Regions from separate parts of the Pan troglodytes genome. Here region 2 is linked to region 1. A link is a contact called in public Hi-C data. All regions are on one chromosome and are shown on one strand. Each heading gives the region's core, a stretch centred on a gene start, on an enhancer-like site or on the middle of the called end of the contact. The rest is flanking DNA. Distances are from core to core; before and after follow the strand shown. Region 1 has its middle 44 kb from the start of FABP7. Region 2 has its middle 42 kb from the start of SMPDL3A.

What was found. A called contact is a pair of places that touch in the nucleus more often than the background predicts.
Region 2: a Hi-C map of induced pluripotent stem cells shows a contact between it and region 1, with 3 times the contacts expected there. The contact joins two enhancer-like sites. A contact is called at or near these places in 5 of 7 Hi-C or Micro-C datasets (blood, induced pluripotent stem cells, a lymphoblastoid cell line and 1 more) and 1 of 1 other capture datasets (stem cell-derived neural stem cells).

Annotation. Positions count from the first base shown.
Region 1 is chr5:134,616,929-134,620,352 of NHGRI_mPanTro3-v2.0_pri, reverse strand. No RefSeq gene overlaps it. Among named protein-coding and RNA genes, the nearest start is that of FABP7, 44 kb to the left of the region's middle. Within about 2 kb of position 1,827, at least 5 of the 24 cell types and tissues checked have an H3K27ac peak or open chromatin away from gene starts, as enhancers often do. A contact at or near this core is called in induced pluripotent stem cells, where this site is marked.
Region 2 is chr5:134,713,005-134,716,428 of NHGRI_mPanTro3-v2.0_pri, reverse strand. No RefSeq gene overlaps it. Among named protein-coding and RNA genes, the nearest start is that of SMPDL3A, 42 kb to the right of the region's middle. Within about 2 kb of position 1,603, at least 1 of the 24 cell types and tissues checked has an H3K27ac peak or open chromatin away from gene starts, as enhancers often do. A contact at or near this core is called in induced pluripotent stem cells, where this site is marked.

The DNA of each region.
Region 1 (3,424 bases), core at 578-3,077:
AGACAGATGGCCGAGGGTTGAATGTCATGTTTGCTTTGCTGCTGGTCCTGTTATGAACTGAGATTTTATTTTTTTCTATAATAAATGAAAGTGACAAGGCAATACCAATACAAGGATGAGTAAATGTTTGACAAAATCAATTCCAAGGATACAATTCAAACATTTGTCAGGAGCCCAAGATAATTTCTTATTTGTTTTGTTATGCCTTTCCAATTTGTCTCTAAATAAAAATATTTACAATTTAGGATTCACTCTATCTCACAGGATAGGATATGTATGACCTTACAAATTTATAGAAAACTTCTCTGTGTTAATGTGACGAAAAAAATAAGATGAAATAACCATGGTCTATTTCCAACCAACAGCAAACGTTCTCGAACTCTTAACTCCTGCTTTTGTTTAGGAAAAGGATAGTATGAGTCATTATGAAAAACAATCCCTCCCACACCTGTTTTCCCTACCCCTGTCACAATTCTCTAAGTGCACATGTATGCGCATGTGTACACAAACACACACACACATATGCATGCCTGCCTGCATGCACACGCTGAGAATTCAGCCCAATAAATAGAGGAGGGACAACTTTATAGAGATGGGCTTATTTAAGACCATGTATATAAATATTTTCTGCAAAATTCACTAAACTATAGGAAAGACAAATTCAAATGGGAGCAGTAAAGCATTTTTTAATGCTTTTTGTTCTTTATAATTATTAGATTAAAAGGAAAACAGTGATAATAAGATCCATAGGGGCTGTACGCTAATGGAGGATAAAGAACTGCTTTGTAACGTGAAACTTTGCCTCCACACTATATGACTTTAAGTGCACCAGGCTCTTTATATGGAAAACTGGTTTTCAACAGATACCAGGCAAACTGTAAAGATGATCTCACATTGCCAAATGGGCCTTCAGCTGCTTTTCTAATTGACTTTTCCACGGTTTGTTGCTTAGTGTTACACATACTAATGTGTCATCCTAGACTAATCAGATTTTCAAGTCTCAACCTGCCTGTGTTTGTAGGTTTCAAACTTACAATTCCTCTGCTATTACCCTCCAAAATTGTTGAAACTGGCTACTTCTGTTGTTAGAAGCATGATATAGAAAGCATGGTGCTCATAACTACTATGACTGACACGTAAGTTTCCCAGTTGATACAATAAAGCCAAGAGACCCTAAGTCCAGTGTGTTTCTCAACGATTATTCAGTACAGGGAGAAACACTCCTAGTTGTTTCCTAGGCAACGATTTAGTGAAAAATGTGCAGTTATATTTCATTTCATCCCATTTTCTATTTTTCTAGAACTGGCTATTTTTTCCCCTTATTTTCCAATATCCATTTCTCCTCACATTTCTCTTTATACATTATCTTTGATATTTCTTCTCCTCTAGCCTTTCTCTCCTGTTCTTTCCTGCTATTAATTATCTAACTTTCTTTCCCTTAGGAATGAGATCAAAACAAATACTTGTCTTTAAAGTTGCCCTGTCAACTACCATCTGGTTACTGTTTTGTTTCTTTTTAGAAAATCAACAGTAGACCCTTCGTGAATGAGGAAATTCTATTCACTTTTGCTTCCAGGGCATGATTGTGTCCCAGCTTATTAAGATGCAGAAGTCTTAGTGCTTTGGAATCTAATTGACACATCTGTCTGCTTTCCTGGAAGGCTGAAGGAATTTGAAATGCTGTTTTTTAAACAACACCAAAAACAAAGAAAGAGAAAGGGCCAGAGAAATTTTCATCTGGGAAGAGATTGCTTTTGTCAGTAGATGGCCAGCAGAGTAAGTCAGATATGCAAGAAACACATCAAGTGTTCTGGGAGGGGAGTATTTGAATGCTAAGCAGCCGTTTGTGTGGATCCAGGCTTCTTACAGCTTCCAGGTCTTGGTTTCTGATGTGGAGATCTTTTTGACAGAGTTGGCTAGTTTTTGTTAGTTGCCACTCGATCCCATTTATTGGCTAAGAATAAAATAGAAAATAATTTATTTTATATAACTTAAGAAAAATACCAAGGTTTGATAGCACTCATCCCGTTCGTTTACCACACACACACACACACACACACACACACACACACACAGCCTTTTAAGATTCCCTGTTGCCTGCAAGATAAAGGCCAGGTGCTTTAGCCTGACGTTCCTGGATCTCTAGAATCTACTGTGAGCCTCATTTCCAACCCTGTTTTTCTTGTCTCCCACCACTTTCTCTCTGCGCCTCAGTGCCAACCACCCCAGCCTGCTTCTCTCAAAATACCCATGTGCACTTCTGCCGTCTCTCAGCTTCTCCTCATGTGAAGTACTCTCCCTTTTCCTGCCCATCTCTCTGTCCCGTCTTTCTGGACCCAAGTCCATCTTCCCTCTGTCACCACACCTGTAAGTGGTCCTCACTCAGGTCCCCGCTTGGCATGGCTCACGCTCATCATGTGTTTCCACGCACCATGTCCCCCGTCATCGTTGTATATACCTGTACTCAGACAGGCAGCAGAAAGACAGCTACTGGTGGGTTCCTTTCCTCTCCTTTCTCTCTGGCCGTCATTGCCAGAAGAACTCAAATATGGAAACTCCAGAAGCATATAAGAATAGGGACTCTTTGGTGTGAGAAGAAACAGGAAGATTATTTCAAGGGGCAAAAATCTTAAGAGAAGGAGAACACCTTATGGTTCCCAGCCAGTCAGATAGGATGACTCATTACCCAGGATAACATGGTATAACACATATGTAACATAGACATGTGGCAGTATGGGGCTGCCTATTTCCATACCTTGGAGAAGCAATGAGGGGGAGTGAGGACAGCTTCAGGAAGGCATTCATCAAAGTAACTGAGTAAATGAACACAGCATTACTTTCTATAGGGATTCTAATCATTTCTTCAATTAATATTGAGAAATGATATAACTCAGTTGTTGAATGTGCAACTGTAGATACTGTATGCATAATACAGCCTGTTTTCTTTCAGCTTGAAAACTAAACACAGAAAAAATAGAAAACAAATTAAAAAAGGAAATATTAATTTAGTTGCAAGTTAAAATACATATATTATTACTGATAATCCATTTTATTGTCTCAAAATTTCTCTTAAAATGAGTCCAAAATTCAGGGACTATCAGAATTAGCTAGAATTTACAGGGCTTTTCAATAAATTCATTTTGCATATAAGAAAACTGAAGTTCCAAGAAATAAAGGAACACTTGTATTGAAAAGAACCTGTGAATGGGAGAGAACCACTCTTTCTTTTTCTTTTGGATTTTCTGTCATTCTTGGTGACACAATTATCCAGCCACCGGACCTCATTTTCTGCTAATAGGTAAAGTAACTAATAAGGTATCTCCTTGGGTCTACACATTCCGCCTCCTGGCCAACCGCCTAAACATCCGTTGCTATAGGGAAGCAGATGTTTCATCAGAAGAGTGAAATGATTCATTTCGTTAAT
Region 2 (3,424 bases), core at 354-2,853, 96 kb before region 1:
GAATGTGTGTATAGCTCTTTGATGAAGAGCACCAGCCTCTCCTACAGCATCTCCACATCATTATGGTTGGGGGCAGTGAGAACTAATGTGGATCTCAGTCTGTTCTTGATTAAGCTCATGCTTAAGGGAACCAGCTTGTTCTAACTCTGACTTTACATTTAGTTCCCCTTCCAGACTGTCTGCCTTGTGGACTTGAAGTTTCAGCATCAGATGCAGAAGCTACCACCTTACAGAGACTTTTTAACCAGATCCCAAAATGGCATAAAATCAAATCTTTGCAACAAATCCTTTCTTTTACAAAAATAGATACATTGATTAACCAACTAATCAATTGATAGATAGATAGATAGATAGATAGATAGATAGATAGGTGGATAGATAGAGACCTCCCTAATGGTTTTGCATCTCTGATTGAAACCTAAGCACCATAGCGAATTGATACCCACCATTACCGATCTTAAAAATACACCATCTAGGCCAGGCATGTTGGCTTATGCTTGTAATCCCAGCACTTTGGGAGGCTGAGGCAGGCAGATCACTTGAGGTCAGGAGTTCAAGACCAGCCTGGCCAACATGGCAAAACCCCGTCTCTACTAAAAATAAAAAAATTAGCTGGGCATGGTGATGAGCGCCTGTAATCCAAGCTACTCAGGAGGCTGAGCCCGGAGAATCACTTAAAAAACACAGGAGACGGAAATTGCAGTAAGCCGAGATTGCACCACTGCACTCCAGCCTGGGCAACAAAGCAAGACTCTGTCTCAAAAAAAAAAAAAAAAAATCATCTTTTTTTTTCATTCTCTTTCATTTCTTGTATTCACATGCTTATTGCATTTTCATTCAAATGAATTACATTTTTATTTTACCCAAATGTGACCACCCATTAATACTTCTCTTCAACAAAAATAGGTATCTAAAATAATTTTTTAATTGTCTGTGGCCATAATGCTCTAAGACATGTATTAAAATATGTCTTACGGATGTTCTTCTTATTTTTAGTATTAATAGTAAGCAAGTGATCAAAATTACAAGAATAATACATTGTTAACTATTAAATATCTATGTGGGTTAGCAATTGCTGCTATCCAAAACTCAGTAGATTCAGTTTACTAGTTATTCTAATTTATGTGTCTGTGGGGCAGAGGGGAGTCAGCGCTCTTCTGGCTGGTTTCGGCTGGGGCAGATCATCTGGGATAACTCTACTTCACATGTCTCTCATCCTCTCTTTCCACAAGCTGCCTAGCCTGGTCACTTCTTTGCCACAGCTCTGGCAGATGCAGGAGAAAGAAAGCAGAAACATGTAAGGTCTATTGAGGACTATACCCAGAACTGGCACACTGTCTCTTCCAGCCAATTCTATTAGCTAAAGCAAGTCTCAAAGTCAAACCCAGAAGCGAGGGATTGGGAAATTGTGATATGGTAATTTATAATAAGAGGCATATACTTAGTCTTCATCCCAGTTCCTGGCACAGGCTTCTAAAACCCTTGGAATTTTCCAAGTGATAAAGGTGAAAGGACCATTTTTTGTTATTCATAGCAAGCCCCTTCAACCACACCTGAGTTTATGTTAATGAAGTGACTTTTGGAAAGTCCCTAAGGGTGGGGACTGGTTGCTAGGGGAACCATCCAGGTGATTAGAGGGCTAGAAATCTCAGCCTCGCTCTCCTACACCTTCCTCCAGGGAGGGAAAAAGGACTAGAGATTCACTTGATCATCAATGGCTGATGGCTTAATCAATTATACCTATGTAATGAAGCCTCCATAAAAACCTAAAAGAATGCGGTTTAGAGAGCTTTCAGGCTGGTGAACACATTGAGGTACAACAGGGTGGCAAGCCTGGAGAGGCTGTGGAAGCTGTGCCCCTTCCCGTTGACTTTGCCCTATCCATCTCTTCCGTTTGGCTATTCTAGAGTTGCATCCTTCTACAATAAATTCTAATCTACCAAGTAAACTGTTTTCTTGAGTTCTGTGAGCTCTTCTAGCAAATGACCTAACCCGAGGAAGGGACAATGGGAATCTCTACAGTGGGTTACTCAGAAGTGACAACCTGGACTTGACGACTGACGTCAGACAAGGGGCCTTTCTTGTGGGACCTAACCTGTGGATCTAATGCTGTCTCCAGGTAGACAGTGTCAACATTTAATTAAATTAAAGAACACTCTGCTGGTATCAAAAATTGGTCTGTGTAGAAAAAAATCCACACATCTGGTGTCAGAGATGATGTATTGAGAGTGTTATGAGAGTATAAAAGGAGATTTTCCTACTCAGAAACGTAATCTGCTACTTTTGTGAGGAGAACTGCAAAGTTTCAAGGCAAAGAATGGAAAAAGTAAAGAATCGAGGCCAATAACATAGTTAGTTTACCATGGCATCTGTTAAGGGTATTGATGGTACTGTGGGATTTTTTTCTTTCCAATTAGCTTACATATTGTAGATATGTCATATTGCTAGAATAAGACAGATGTGAGAATTTATTTTCTCCCTTAAAATTTTTTTTTCGTGGACATATGTACTGAGAAACATTTACATAAATAATAGTTGGGGCGAACGTAATATTAGTATTGAAATATCCATCTATTCTTTCTTTTTCTTGTTTTTTGAGACAGCGTCCTGCTCTGTCACCCTAGCTCAGGTAATCCTCCCACCTCAGCCTCCTGAGTAGCTGGGACTACAGGCACGTGCCACCACATCTGGCTAATTTTTAAATTATCTGTAGACATGAGGTCTCCTCATATTGCCCCGGCTGGTCTTAAACTCCTGGGCTCAAGCAATCTGCCTGCCTCAGCCTCTCCAAAATGTTGGGATATAGGCATGAGCATGCAGCCAATCCATTATTTGAATTGTTTCCAAGTTAACTGCAAACTCCTATAGTGATCAATCATCAAAATTATTTTAAATAATCTATCTCTATATATTGATAGCAAAGAATTAGAAGTCACCTGGCTTTCAAAAGGATTTGCCTAACAGTCATTAGAGTATTCACCTTCTCAACACTGTAATATTTCTAGTGTCCCTTTATTTTGAATCTGAGAAATTTTTACATGGTGAGATCATCAATCATATAAAGATCCTAAATAGATAAGCAGAAAGCCTTTCTATGTAAAATGGGAGAAAAAAATGGTTATGAATGGGGCAGTGAAAAAGAATCGTCCTCGTGCTTTCAATCATAAGTGCTTCCTTAGGCATATAAATTTTAGAAAGCGTGCACCTGAAAAATTCTTGCCATAATTATCTGGGCATGAAACTCCACTGTTTATAAGCTTTAATTGCTATGTTCACATTATCCTAGAGATAAAATAAATATTGGGAATTTCATCAAGCACTTTCATCTATAATCAGGCAAACAAACACAAATAATGCTACATATGCAAAACAAAAACAAAAAAAGAAACACTTCTTGGGTTTTCGAGCAAGGTCACAACTTATT